2 separate regions of the Macaca mulatta genome follow, and region 1 is linked to region 2. A link is a contact called in public Hi-C data. All regions are on one chromosome and are shown on one strand. The core of a region is the stretch at or near the end of the contact, and the rest is flanking DNA. Distances in the headings are between cores, read along the strand shown.

What was found. A called contact is a pair of places that touch in the nucleus more often than the background predicts.
Region 1: a Hi-C map of blood shows a contact between it and region 2, with 2.2 times the contacts expected there. The contact joins the promoter of LOC713490 here to the promoter of RBM4B in region 2. A contact is called at or near these places in 2 of 14 Hi-C or Micro-C datasets (blood and cortical neurons).

What each region holds. Positions count from the first base shown.
Region 1 is chr14:7,778,816-7,782,729 of T2T-MMU8v2.0, forward strand. LOC713490 (RNA-binding protein 4) reads right to left here and starts at 2,057. Exons shown (of 4, transcript XR_013403533.1): 1 at 1,860-2,057; 2 at 630-1,053. All of the region lies in intron 1 of LOC144334109 (a long non-coding RNA gene), which reads right to left. It also overlaps a transcript of MRPL11 not described here.
Region 2 is chr14:7,735,687-7,739,679 of T2T-MMU8v2.0, forward strand. It overlaps RBM4B (RNA binding motif protein 4B), which reads left to right and starts at 2,382. Exons shown (of 5, transcript XR_003722460.2): 1 at 2,382-2,468; 2 at 3,153-3,576. It also overlaps a transcript of MRPL11 not described here.

The DNA of each region.
Region 1 (3,914 bases), core at 807-3,306, 43 kb after region 2:
ACAGTCATTACTGCCCCTAAAACCCCAGTGCCTCCTCCCCAAGTAGTCCTAAAATCAGCCTTCTAATTCTAGAGTGGCCTTATACTCAAAACACAACCCCTTGGTACAGATATAATAATAATAAAAAAAACAAGAGCTGTAACTCTTTTAAGAGTTTGTGTAAGGCAGGACAACTTAACAAGGATTCTGCTCCTATAAAAGTGTTGCTTGACATGTTTTTGCGAGGTTCTTCATGTAAAATGCATAATTCTGATCCTATGCTGAGAGCAATAAATTCAGAGTGAGGAACTCTGAACTGTGCTCTACTACCAAAAAAAGCAAAAACAAAAAACAAAAAAACCCAGTAACTCAGAAAGCCTTCAGAGAAAAGGATTTCTGTACTGATGAGCACAAAAGCCTTAGGGGCTCCAAATAAAAGCTGAGTGGTTTTTCTCCAGGAGACAGCTGCCTAAGGTAAAGCCTCTAAGTCCCATGTATTCTACATCTTAAGAAGTCCATCACCCATACTTAATTCTTCACCACCAGCCAGCCAACAGCTGTTATCTTTACCAAACCTCTCCTTTTACGCATCCAACCACTTTCTGCACATAGCCTTGTGTTCAGCCCTCTACCCAAAGAGGGTGGTTCACCTTGAAACTCTGTGTTATCAAGGCCCCTGATGGCCTCCACTGCATCCTCTGCCCGCTCCATGTGTACGAAGGCATAATCTTTCACGATGTCACATTCGATGACCGGACCATACTCCTCAAACTTGGCTCGAAGCTCCTTATTGGTGCAAGTGGGACTGATGTTGCCCACATGCAACTTTGTTGAGGTTTTGCTCTTATTCTTGCTGGCTTCCACGTTGATGTTCACCCCATGAAGCTTGTAATGGTGCAGGTTGCGTATGGCATCTTCAGCTGCAGTTTTATCTTCTATGTGCACAAAGCCGTAATTCTTAATGATGTCACATTCCAGCACCTTCCCATACTGCTCGAAGAGTGAGCGAATCTCCTGCTCTGTAGCCTCCCGGGGCAGGTTTCCGATGAACAGCTTCACCATCCTGACAAGAGCCTGGGAGAGAAAAACAAGATTTCTGACAAAAGACCTTAGGCCCACATCAGTTCATAAAAAACAACGACTTTCACTCTGATGTATATTTCCAGTTTTCTCTCACCCGCCTGCACACACACCTCCACACGATACAATCAAAGGGAAGTGGGAGTGAACTAAGGCCTGCTATAGTAGCCGCCATGAACCTGTAAGAATGAGAAGACGTCTGCAATAGGGAGGTCCTTAGTAGACAAAGGATTTAGTAAGAACTGATACCTTCCAACAGAAATGTGCATGAAAAACAGCATACGGAGAGATGGGGGTACTGGGCTTTTCTATCCATTAGGAAAGCAACAGAAAACCAAAGTCTACTAGGCTTGCTGCCTGCCTGAAATTATCAACAGGCTTTTCCTCAAGTAGTAACCAAAGCAGCCATCATTTCCGGGGAAATAGGCCTTGCAATAGCTACATTTGAGTTTCCTTTGGAAGTAGTGAACGCGCGACTCGGATCAGACAGCGAGGAGTGGAGGATAAAGAAAGTACTGGACTGGGGAACGCCTCTCTCAGGGCACCGTCCGAGCTCCTGCGGAACACTGAAATGCGTGGCCGTGGAGGAGAGCTTCAGATTCATTAACCAGACGATGTCTCACAGCCCGAGAAATTCTCGAAACAGGGACGTAATTGCCAGGTATAAGGGAAAAGGGGTTTTCCCAGTGGAAATCTCGAGGCTTCCAAGAGAAGCCACGTCGGGCGCGGGGCAGGGTGGGGGAAAAAAAAAGCAAGATATTCTCAGGGGGCGGTGGGGGGAAGGGCTGCTCCCGGCTTACCGCGCAATGCCGAGGACCGAGATCGGCTCTCAGTGACGGGTGTGGAGGCTGCGACCCCACCAGTACACCCCGAGGCCCAAGGGAGTGAGAGAAGATTTAACAGAGTACAAGAAAGGCAATGGAAGGGCTCGCAGTCTCACCCGCACGGAAACCAGCAGGGCCTCCTCCTCGCGGCACGGACGCTTCTGACAAAACGCTAAAATGGCGGCGGCCGCAGCAGTGGCTCTGGGTAGAGGGGGGAGGTGAGCCTACAACCGGATTGGCCACTCAATAAAGTAAAAGGCCGGCGGTCCCGCAGATCCTCTTCCTGATTGGTTACCACGGACGCCTATTACCTGAGAGGCCGGCAAGAGGTGGAAACGTCTGTAACCTCGGAGCTTTTATACCAAAGCCAATGAGCACCAACTTCGCGAAGCCGAACTCATTGATTGGGCAAGAGATCAGCGTGAGGGCGGACCTACAAACGTGGGCTTCGCCGGCGGGGTGCGGCCCGCCATTAGGCGGAGCGAGCTAGAGCCCCGGGGTAGCAGTCTTTAGCTTCATGGCGCCAACTTCGTTAAGCTTCCACGTTTCGCCACCTCCACGTGCACAGCCAGACACTATTCCGCGCTCCATTCTGCCGTTCACTCTAGTTGTCTCCCTCTAACCTCCCAAGCACCACCCCCCTTGCGGCCAGGACGCTGTGGAAATAGCTTATGCAGGCACATGCCAGGTAAGAAAAACACCCCCCTCCCGCCCACCACCACCACCACCTCAGGAAACCAACCTTCTCCTTGGGCCAGTAGTCCACACTGTAGCCTTGAGAGTCCCGGAGCTCCCCCAAAATCAAACCTCTCACAGGTGGTGAAAGGACCTCTGTAATGGCCCAGAAGTAGGCCCGGCAGAAGGCTGCACTGTCCAGGAGACGCTGAGGACAAGTTCCCTCTGGGAACCAGCCTCCCAGGGTCCGCGATGAAGAGTCCTTTCTGTGACCATGGAGATTGAAAGTATACCCCGACCCCACCCTGAGAAAAAACTGGAGCAGCAAAGGTTTTTTTGTTTTATTTTATTGGGCGCCATCAGCCAGGGCTGTTTTAATCCCTTAGAACCGACTTTAGAGGGAAGAGCTTAGTCACAACCAGCTGTAAAGAAAATACAAAGTAACATTCTCCAGAGGGTCCAGCTGCTGCCTTGTTTTCTCTCATCCTTAGGCTGCTTCCCATAATCCCATATTCATTAAGCAAGTAACTTTAGTCAAAACCCTCTGCAAAGCAGCTTTTGAAAAGGGTTAAAAGGTGGAATGCAGGGACTGGATGGAAGAACTTAAAACACGAACAAAACAAGCTAAAAGCAGTGCAGTTTATGAGGAAAGTGATCATCAGGAATGAAGATGACACAAGTACCACACACCACCATCCAAAGCAGCTTCTTGACCACCACCCATGCCCCAAAGAGAAAGGTTTCATGAAGAGAAATGTGAAGTCAGAGTTTGGGGGGAAAAAAAGAGTGGGTTTTAAAACCCAACACGAGGGCCACGTGCGGTGGCTCACGCCTGTAATCCCAGCACTTTGGGAGGCCGAGGCAGGCGGATCCCCTGAGGTCAGGAGTTCAAGACAAGCCTAGCCAACATGGTGAAACCCGTCTCTACTACAAATACAAAAATTAGCCGAATGTGGTGGCAGGTGCCTGTAATCCCAGCTACTCAGGAGGCTGAGGCAGGAGAATCGCTTGAGCCCGGGAGGCAGAGGTTGCAGTGAGGCAAGATTGTGACGGCCTGGCGACAAGAGTGAAACTTAAAAAAACCCAACATGATTCAGGAATCTGTAGAAAACTGGTCAACAATTTATCCTAAGGTAAAAAAGGTAAGGAACTAAAAAAAGAAAACATAACATTTACAGATATATTGGTCACTAATCTTGTCCACTTCATTGCGGATGCTGATGCACCTCTGTGTAAAGGCCACAGGATCAGTGATGAAGAAAATCAATTTTGTGTCAGCTGCCACGTGCCCTTCAGAGGTGGCCAGCATCAAAAAGTAACGCGTATGGTACAGAAATCCTCATCTCCTTCAGTTAG
Region 2 (3,993 bases), core at 1,132-3,631:
CTTAAGCATGTTCACTGCAGCCCTGTTTATAATGACAGAGAGCTGGAAGCAAGCTGAGCGTCCTATGCCCAGAGATGAACAGGTACAATCTGTGACTGTACACCACGGAGGACTGCATTACTCACTAGTGAGGTATCATGCGGCGACACAGCCCTTAGTGGAAAAATAGTAAGGCACAGTGAGCTATACAACTCAAAACACACCATTTACATAATTTATACAAATGTACAACGTTTAAGTCCAGATTAGAAGAAATCAACTGTAAAAAGACATTTGTAACAATCCAGGAGAAATTTGGGCATAAACAGTAGATGATATTAACATAGGATAGTGCTGTTTTAAATTAGAAGCACATAGTAAGCCGGGTGCAGTGGCTCACACCTGTAATCAGCATTTTGTGAGACTGCAGTGGAACCATCTTGAGCCCAGAAGTTTGAGACCAGGCTGGGCAACACAGGGAGACCCCCATCACTACAAAAACATTTTAAAAATTAGCTGGATGGGGTGGCCCACACCTGTGGTCCCAGCTGCTCCAGAGGCTAAGATAGGAGGATCACTTGTGTCTGGGAGGTTGAGGCTACAGTGAGCCATAATGGTGCCACTGCACTCTAGCCTGGAAAACAAAGTGACACCCTGACTCAAAAATAATAGTAGTAACAGTTGAGGGCCGGGCGTGGTGGCTCATGCCTGTAATCCCAGCACTTTGGGATGCCAAGGCCAGTGGACACCAGCCTGGCCAACATGGTGAAACCCCGTCTCTATTAAAAATACAAAAATTAGCTGGGTGTGGTAGCGCACACCTGTAGTCCCAGCTACTGGGGAGGCTGAAGCAGGAAAATGGCTTGAACGCGGGAGGTGGAGGTTGCAGTAAGCCGAGATCGCACCACTGCTCTCCAGCCTGGGTGACACAGCGATACTCTGTCTTTAAAAAATTGAAAAATAAAAATAAAATAAAATCGGAAGGACAGTGCCTCTTCTGAAATGGCTGAGAAACAAAAGGAACTCAGGGATAGAATATATCCAAGTAGCTGGGGTGGAAGAAGGCAGCCTGGGGAATGTGTGCCTGATGGTATCAGAGAAGCCATTATGGAGCCACTACAATGAGGAATGGTGGCTGACAATCTCCCTGGCAGGCTCCACGAGATAAACCCAATCCATCAATCTCCATAAAAGGCTACTCTTTGTTGGAAGGTGACAGTTGGGGAATCCACCTAAACTTTTTTTTTTCCAGACCGAGTCTTGCTCTGTCACCCAGGCTGGAGTGCAGTGACACCATCTCGGCTCACTGCAACCTCCGCCTCCCGGGTTCCAACGATTCTCCTGCCTCAGGCTCCCGAGTAGCTGGGATTACAGGCGCCCGCCGCCATGCCCGGCTATTTTTTGTATTTTTAGTAGAGACGGGATTTCACCATGTTGGCCAAGCTGGTGTCGAACTACTGAACTCGTGATCGGCCCGCCTCAACCTCCCAAAGTGCTGGGATTATAGGCGTGAGCCGCCGCGCCCGGCCCGCCTAAGCTTGTTTTTACCGCTAGGAGGTGCCCTTGGACCACAGCTGAATTCTCAATGCTAGACAGTTGGGAAACTCACAGTAGCCTAGACTTCCAGCGTGGTGTGGACGAGGAGACCCTGTCCCACCCTTAACTAGAGACCTTGCTGGGCCTCTCCACCAAGTATTCCTCTCGTGTGTTCACCACAGACCAGGACTGTGATGGACACACAATGAGAGAGAACCAGACCACGGATACTCACGAGCAAACAAAACATGACTAAGCGTAGCCTGGGTAGCAATGCCTCTTAGGCCTGTCCTAGTTTTGCCAGGTTATCCTTCTGCCCCTTCGTTCTCAGTTTCCGTACCAATAAATAACACGTCTGTAATGAAACACTAAAATAATGTTTAAAGCGCTACAAAACAATGACTAGTTTTGCTTAAAATGTGGCGCGCCTGTATTTCTGAAATGTTGCCCCAAGCTGCCACAGAGGCCGGCCAGCCCGCTACGAAAGCCCCTTTTTAGGGCCCTCGGGGAGATTCCCCTTTGTCATTAGCTCTCCGGCCTCCTCAGAGGGCCCAATAGCAGGACCCATTGTGATGGTGAGTGACTCCCCGGGGCCTCCGCTTTTCTAGGCAGTGGTTGCGTCCAGAGCCCCTCTGACGCAGGAGTGGCGATCCTTTCCAGGGTGATGACTGGCTGGCTGGGGCTGGGGGTGGGCTGACCTCCGCGGCGCTGTGCCGCCACCAAGAGGCCCCGCCCCCGTGTTGCGAGGTCATTTGTATGCAGCCTCGCGATTGGTCACTCGGCTCCCGCGAGGGGAAGGGGAGGGAAGCAGCGCGTACTCGCGCGTGCGTGAGCCGGTGCGTGAGCTGGCCCGCGAGAAAGGGCCCGGTCGCGTCGAGGCTCGAGCGCCCGTCGCCATTTTGTAGGGTTCTCCCTGACGCGGGAGCCGCCGCCGCCGCCGCCGCCACCCGGAGGTGCGAGGGGGTCTTGTGTGTGTGATGTGGGGAGCTCGGGGGCGGGGCGGGGCGGGCCGGGCCGGGCCGGGCCTCCTGCAGAAGGCATGGCGGGGATTTGGGTTTCTCATTTTGCTGCGGGAGGTCCGGGGAGACAACGGGAGGAGGCGGGACCGGGTCTCCGGAAGGAGGCGGGGCAGGGGTCGGGTCGAGTCTTTGTTGGAGCGAAGAAGCTGGAGGGTGGGCCGCTGGGGGGCGGGTGGTTGGTCCCGGTTAGAGGGAAAGGGGACTTTTTTCCTTTTAGTGTATCTTGAAAGGTGCTAGTGCGTGGAGGAGAGGTACACAGATTTCCCTCCAAAACCTTGTTACCAGGCGCACTGCGATAGATACCCCTTGCCTTTGCTTGGGCTTTTCTCTTTCCTCATTTTAAGACATTAAACAGCTAATTCTGGTATTTCATTGCGCTCCATTTCACAGAGGTGATAGACTGTGCTATGCATGCTGACCCTCGACCTCCTGTTTCCATGTCACACATAGTTCGCACTTCTCAAGAACAAACCGCCCTTCTACTGAGGAAGAATAATGAATGTCTATGCGAGGGTCTCTGAAGGTGCAAGAACTTTGGAGGATTAGATGAAAATGCTGCAGTGCACCGAAATTTCCCACCACACCCCTGACTTTTGAAATCTTGTTTTTCTCTCCCAGGCTCTTGTCAGGATGGTGAAGCTGTTCATCGGAAACCTGCCCCGGGAGGCCACAGAGCAGGAGATTCGCTCTCTTTTCGAACAGTATGGGAAGGTGCTGGAATGTGACATCATTAAGAACTATGGCTTTGTGCACATAGAAGACAAGACGGCAGCTGAGGATGCCATACGCAACCTGCACCATTACAAGCTTCATGGGGTGAACATCAACGTGGAAGCCAGCAAGAATAAGAGCAAAGCTTCAACCAAGTTACACGTGGGTAACATCAGCCCCACTTGTACCAACCAAGAGCTTCGAGCCAAGTTTGAGGAGTATGGTCCGGTCATCGAATGTGACATCGTGAAAGATTATGCCTTCGTACACATGGAGCGGGCAGAGGATGCAGTGGAGGCCATCAGGGGCCTTGACAACACAGAGTTTCAAGGTGAACTGCTCTGGGCCTGGGTAGTAGAGCCGAGTGGGGTCTAGCTCAAGACAGGCAAGAACACAAGACTATAGAACTGGCAGGGTGGTCTCTTTCATTCTGTTTTAGCTGGAAATAATAGATTATGTTTTCCGCTCTTAAGCATAGTTTACCTCTGGGGAAGCAAACACTTCCCCTTTTCAGGTTTGCTAAGATGTTGCTCACCGACTGCATAGAATCGCAGACTGTGGGTTACTTTATCCTGCGAGATTCTTGCATTCATTCGAGTGCTGTTGGAGGTGTAATCTGCTTGGGGAAACGAGTACCTCATGAGAGAAGGGAGGATAAAGGTCTGTGGCTTACCTGTGTCTTTAGTTATGATCGGGAAGCCTTATATTTGAGGGTTTAAGTGCTTAAGATTTATATTCTTTACTGCTT